Regions from separate parts of the Mus musculus genome. Here region 1 is linked to region 2. The links are chromatin contacts, called in public HiChIP or PLAC-seq maps. All regions are on one chromosome and are shown on one strand. The core of a region is the stretch at or near the end of the contact, and the rest is flanking DNA. Distances in the headings are between cores, read along the strand shown. Region 1 overlaps Col4a2 (collagen, type IV, alpha 2). Region 2 overlaps Myo16 (myosin XVI).

Evidence for each region. HiChIP or PLAC-seq counts read pairs in DNA pulled down with a chosen protein or histone mark.
Region 1: a contact with region 2 is called in a FOXA1 HiChIP or PLAC-seq map of pancreatic cancer cells. The contact joins two enhancer-like sites.

Annotation. Positions count from the first base shown.
Region 1 is chr8:11,380,535-11,383,866 of GRCm38.p6, forward strand. The region is part of intron 4 of Col4a2 (collagen, type IV, alpha 2); the gene reads left to right. Among named protein-coding and RNA genes, the nearest start is that of Gm46030, 42 kb to the left of the region's middle. Within about 2 kb of position 1,992, at least 133 of the 459 cell types and tissues checked have an H3K27ac peak or open chromatin away from gene starts, as enhancers often do. A contact at or near this core is called in pancreatic cancer cells, where this site is marked.
Region 2 is chr8:10,479,475-10,482,492 of GRCm38.p6, forward strand. All of the region lies in intron 23 of Myo16 (myosin XVI), which reads left to right. Among named protein-coding and RNA genes, the nearest start is that of Gm51561, 51 kb to the left of the region's middle. Within about 2 kb of position 1,612, at least 33 of the 459 cell types and tissues checked have an H3K27ac peak or open chromatin away from gene starts, as enhancers often do. A contact at or near this core is called in pancreatic cancer cells, where this site is marked.

The sequences.
Region 1 (3,332 bases), core at 742-3,241, 900 kb after region 2:
TGCTGTCCTTCGAGACAGGCCAAAGCAAACTCCCATTCTAAAGAAAAGGCTGTCCTCTTGCCCGACTCAAGAGCCGCGCTGTGCGGCTCCTCGGAGAGTGAGTAACATTGGCTGCCCCTCTCCAGTGGCAGTTACATGACAGTGCTGATGTCCATTTGGGACCCAACTGGCACAGAAAGTCCCAGGAAGCTGAGCATGCGGGAATATGAATGGTGGGGTGGAAACTTCCTGAAGAGAGATATGCTAAGGAGACATTGTGTCCCTCCCTATGGCTATCGGGACTATTGGGACAAAGGGCCCAAGGAACTTGAAGTTGCGGGTTTCTTCTCTGTGCTGGAGAATGAACACGGGGATTCCTGTACACTAAACATACGCTCCTGTACCTAAACACACACTCTACACTCCCAGCCACAGAGCAAGCTGAGGCAGCCCAGTCTCCCATTCAGTCTTTAGCCAACAACCAGCTTCCTGTTGCTGCTTGCTTCCCACCAAGCCTTAGCACACTCGGAGGTGACTCTTTTCCCAGTGGCTGAAGCATCACCTGCTATTGCTGGGATTGGATGAGATCCCACTAAAGCATTCAACACAGAAACCTAGGTCCATCCACGCCTCCTGGCCACGCAGGCCTCCTGGCCAACTCCCACCTCCTCTCCGGTCCTGCCACTTGCTCTCCTAGATTTGGTTGTCAGTTAAAAGCTCATTCAAACACAGGTCAAAATGAAACCATGGAGTTTAAAGGCACACAGGGAATCGCCACAGCCTGCTAGAAATGCACAGGGAAAGAGACAACCAGGGAGCAGGAGAACCCTGCAAGGTCAGTTTACAAAAAAACCAAAGCCCTTGTTTCCTCCACAGGGCCAGCACATGTCTCCTAGGAAATTAGAGCTCAAGTCACTGGCTAAGAGGATGCCAGGTTGGCCAGCATTCTCCCTACAATGGCCCAGAGAGACAGCTTCGGGGAGCCCTGCAGACCCAGGGTTTCCTCCATGTAGAAACAAGTTGCTTCTCTTTTACCTGTGATGGGAAGCTGCCATGCTAAGTAAGAGAAGGTGTCAGGGGGTTGGTTTACTGAACACTCGTGAGTTTCGAACCAGGGGTGTGCCACCATTTTGGGGCCTCGTCAGTCTGTGGGCTCTGCCCCACTCTCCTCACTCGCCCTCAGCCCATTCGTCAGTCTGCGGTCCCATGAGGGTGTGACACCATCCTTCCTTTCCTCACTCACCAGCTAGCCTAGAGGTTGGGAAGGTACACACAGAAGTTGCTCTGCTCCTGCAGTCAGAGGGTCAAGATGGTCTCAGAAGACCACAGGTTGGAGATGGGAAGCCTTCAGCTCCTGCCACACCCCGGATCTCCCAAACCACTCATCTGGGGACTTACTTGCCCTTCCTCTGAGGTAGGAACCCCAGGCATGATGAGATCTGGCCAAGCAGAAGGTCTGTGGGCAGAGAGCATGCCCTTTGCCTTAGGGGAATACCACAGTGCTCCATCCCCTTTTCATGTTTAATTTATACATTTTAACATCTTACATACATATGCAAGGACGGCTCTTCACAGGAACTTCGTGCACTACACGCTAGGCACTCGCTGTACCAGCTGAGTTCAGCCCTTCCCATCCCTTTCCTAAACTCTGCCAGTAATCCCAGACGATAAGTCCTGAACATCTTGTAATTGAATTCCATCAGAAATCCATTCAAAGTCACGATAGGAATTTCCCTTCCACCCCACTTCTCTTGAGAGAGAGCACAGCAGGCAGTCGCTGCCGGCAGGTGAGAACGCAATGACATCAGCCTTAGATCTGCTGTTCCTTAAGAACAGGTCTGTAAACTGCACAAGCAGATCTCAGAGAAGCGACCTTGTAAATGCGAGAATGTTCTGTGGTTTTATTTTTTGGTTCAAGCCAAGCCCCTGAATTCTCCAAGTCCTGAGCCTTGCCAGCCACAGGCTGACCAACATGACTAATGCAAGTTACCCACGGTCTTACCATCCTTGGGCATAAAGCCGCTCCAGCTGGAGCAAGCCTGCCAAGCGTGCAGGGAGCCCTGCTAACGGTACATGACAGTCGGAGGGCTTTGGAAACATTCCCCGAGCCAGCTGTCTATCCACCCCCACAGTTGTCTGTCTGGAGATAAGGCTCCCATGCTGGTCACTCAGAGATGCGTCACAGGAGTCTTGGATGCTGCTCCCAGCAGAGCTCTGCCAGGCAGGTCCACAGAGAGGTGGCCTGTGCTGACCCGGAACCAAAAAGCCACCCCCACAGTGTCCTGAGCTATCCTTTGCCTCTGTGTTCCAGATCTGTCATTCATTCAAATGGGTCATTAGGGATGGGCTCTTTGTTTGTGGGAGCTTGCTTAGTGTGGGGGGGGGGGGGGAGCAGAGAGAGAGAGAGCTGAGAGAGGAGAGAGAGAGAGCAGAGAGAGAGAGAAAGCAGAGAGAGAGATTACAAATGAGTTTCTATTTCTCCTTCCCACTTAGTGACGGATACATATTTTCCATTAGTAAAGCATTGAGCTCTTTTTACTTTTTAAGAACAGTGTAGGTGGCATATTTCACAATCTTGGCAAGGCAGACAAGACATTTGGGGAGTAAATCAAAGCTGGAAGCCAGAAGTCTTGGCCTAGACTTGGACTGCCACTTAGGGAAGTGTAGCAGAGGGAATCAGGTGAGAGGACAGAGGGAGACTGCAATGAGCCTCCTGGCTTCCCGGTGTATAAATGGTCCTTGGTGGAGATGGGAGGGAGTGGGCTGGGGTGAGATCCGTGCTGGATTTAGAAGTTGAGGGAGAATGGAGGGCATGAGACTCACTCCTCAAGCTTATTTTTTTTTCACAGTCACTAATTTCTTTTTTTTTTTATTTGACTTTTGAGTTCAGTAGGAGATCTCTAAAGCGAGACTTCAGCAACTCTCTGATGAGTTGAGAAGAGAGGCCGCTACCAGCTTAAGAGCAGCCTTAGCCTAAGAAAAGAGCTGTCCACACTGGCAAGCCTGACAACCATCAGGCCTCTAGGATGATCAGCTGCTGGCCAGAGGCTTTGATGCTATTCTTAGAACACAAAAGACTGAATCTACGCAGGTTTTACTCCTTTTCCCTCTGTGTCCTCTTCCTGGCCCCTCCTTGGAAATTCATTTCCCTGGCCATTTTACATGATAAGGAAGAGACTGGGTTTGCCATGGGGAAACACATTGCCAATTTAAATAGCATCAGTGAAGAAGTGGGGATTTCAGAGAGTCTGGAGTCACCATTGCTTAGAAATGGAATGGAGGAATTCACCATCACTGGTGCGTGGAAGCAGACATATCTGGCCCAGAGAGGGTGGCAGTTGGAAGCCATCAAC
Region 2 (3,018 bases), core at 362-2,861:
ATGATATAACCCTTGACCCCAGAGCTGACTCGCAAGGAGAGAGCCCAGTGAATCCATGAGCCTCCGAGCATCTTCTCGACCAGATGGATGGTGTGAACATCCTGCCTCACTCGGTGCTCCTGCCTGGTGGGCTGACTTGCTTGTTTTAATGGGACTATGCAACATCCAGTGGGAGGGATAGTTCACAGCAGAGCTGACACTAGAGTTGTTCCCCTGTCCCTGGCTGGATGGGTTCTAGAAGAACTTCCCCAACTTGGGAACTCTAAAGAGGAGCCTCTGCCCTGCTTAGGGAGCTTTCTGAGGCGGAAGCTCAGAGGTCCTTTCAGGAATGTTTAAGCACCATTATCTGAATTCCGTCTGATGATCCTTCCTAAACACATCTGAATGTTTCATTACCCCCAGGAGCATGGTGCAGCTTCCTGTCTCCATTACAGAAATATTTTAAAGTAAATGGGGAGAGGCTGTGCATGAAATATTAACAAGATCTCATTAATGAGCGTATGTTTGAATTAAAGAAAGCTTTCGGGGCTTGGGGGCTTGGGGGCTTGGCTTTTTGTTTGATTGTTTGTTTTAGCCAATTTTAAATCTTATGTGAAGTTACCTGTTTTAGAATTTGCTCTTACCCTGATGATTTAAGTGACAGATAAGCGTTAAACCCACAAGTGTGTCTGCGTTGATTGGCTGTTAGAAATCGGGATCTTGAAGGAAAGAAGAGTTACAGCTTGACAATATCAGCTCTTAGGAGAGGTGGATTTCCATTAAGGCAAGGCTAAACTAACTCTAACTCAGAAATTGTACTTTGAAGCTCCTACATTTTGCAGTGAGGAAAAAGTGAACAGATTATGAAGTTGTAAATCGATCTGGGGCTAAAGTTAAAGCTTAAGTTAATGAAATTTAAATAAAGATTCAGTTGTGAAATACACATCCCACACTCCTGTGAGCAGATTCTCGTGTATTTAAGTTGGGAATGGCCTTGCTCAGAACAGATGTCTTAGTGTATGTCTCGGGGCTATAGTCATCCAACTCTGATGGTAGTGTGCAGAGAGGGCTGAGAAGTCATCTAACTCCAACAGGCCATGAGTAGAATGATAGAGGCCATGAGCAGTAGGACCTGATCCACCCTGGATGAGAGAGTCAGGATGGATCTGCCTAGAAACCCCCAGAACTCCAGCCATCTTCTCTCTCCAGAACTACAAGTGCACAGACCTCTCTTTCGCCCAGACTGTGTTTACAGGTTCCAGCAGCAGCCTGAGGAAGGGAATACAAGCATTCATTGTTTCCTGGCAGTTTACATACAAGAAAAGTGAAACATGTTGATGCGTAGCATTTTAGAGTTTCTTCCTCTTCGTTGGTCTATCCTGAGCTAACTGCTGCCCTTCTTGATCTCTTTGTCCCCTGTGCTTTTCCTCACCTGGACATCCCGTGTCCTTTGTCCTAGATCTGGGCATCTCTCTGAACATCATGTTCCTGACCTAATCTATGCTGCTTTCCACTCACCTTACTGTCATCGTGATGCCCGACACTTGCCCATTGACCACATCCTTGTGTGTAAACAGAACCGTGTCGGTTTCTAAGTAGGCCTTTGGTGAGGGCTGATGACTCATCAAGACCACAAGTGACGGGTGAGGTTGTTAGAGCTCTTGCTTCGGAAGAGCAGAAACTGGGCGGCTTCATCCCAGTGCAATGTATCCTCCCAGTAATGGAAGATGGAAGTACAAACACTGGCATCTGCAGGTTCCTCCTGGCCTCTCTGCAAACAGGAGGTAGTCATTCCCTGAGTTGTGAATGCATTTCTCCTGACTGTCATTCTGCATCTCATGGGTCATTTCCTCTTCCCCTAAGGATTTGGGCATAATGTAATGTGTCCCCCTTGAGTCTAACAAATAACACTTAAAAAAAAATGCAAATAACAGTCTATAATTCTTGGTGAGCATGAGTTTGGGAGAGAGCATCTACACAGGAGTTTCTGGTGGGTAGTAGGCCCCTCAATTCACATTGCCCCATGTCTTCATCTCCCTCCACCTACTGGGTCAACAATGCTTTATTATCTACATTCTGCGGAGTCCACACATACAAAGGAAAGAAAGGAGACATTGCTTTACTTGAACAAGTTTGAGTTTCATTCCATAAGGACATGACTGTGAAGACAGGGACCCTCAGTTGTACACTCGTGAAGTTTAAAATTGAGAAAAATATCATCATGATATCATGGTTTCTTCTGGGGGTTAAGGAGTAGGCTACCTCCATGTAGGAGTGATTATTTTTACATATTTCCTCAAATATACCTATCCTAGCCCCTCCACAGTAGTCTAAGGCCTGCAATATATACAGGCCACATGGCTAATCAAAAATTTGAATAGACAGAGCTATCAAACTGAATTAAGGGATCATCCAGTCAGTTTACTATTTTTGTCTATGATGAGAATATTGGTAAGCCAATGGACTTATCTTATCTAAGTGTTAAAATATCCCTGTTTGGTTTGCCATTCATTTTTACATCTCATAGACGTGCTTGTGTTAGAATGCAGAGCCAGGCTTAGTGACACGTGTTTAAATACGTTATTTGCCTTTTCCCTAGCACACGTTGATCAGCATTAAGACAGCTGTGACCACTCTGGGTGTATTACGAGCTCTTACTGCTCTTCCTCCACGCTTTAGAGACTTCCCTGAAAGATAAGTGGAGACAATTCAGCGATTTCTCTATCTATGGAAGCCATAAAACCTGTGCTGAAAGAGAGAGCATGCAGATGACTGCCTTAACTTATGCTAATGTGACATTCTCTTTCTCCTGGGCTAGACCTGTCCCATGTGGCCAGTAGTTACACCTTGATTAAAAAGAATTCTGCAAAACTACTAGATTCTTTTGCATTTGGGTTTATGCCTAACAGTGTGAACCCACAGGTGTTTGGGATTTTACTGTACATTCAGCGATGCCCTTTCAATATTATTTCCCTCAAGAAAATTAAAACCGTGCAATCTCTGTATGCACTCGGCATTGTAATTTTATGATGAGATAAA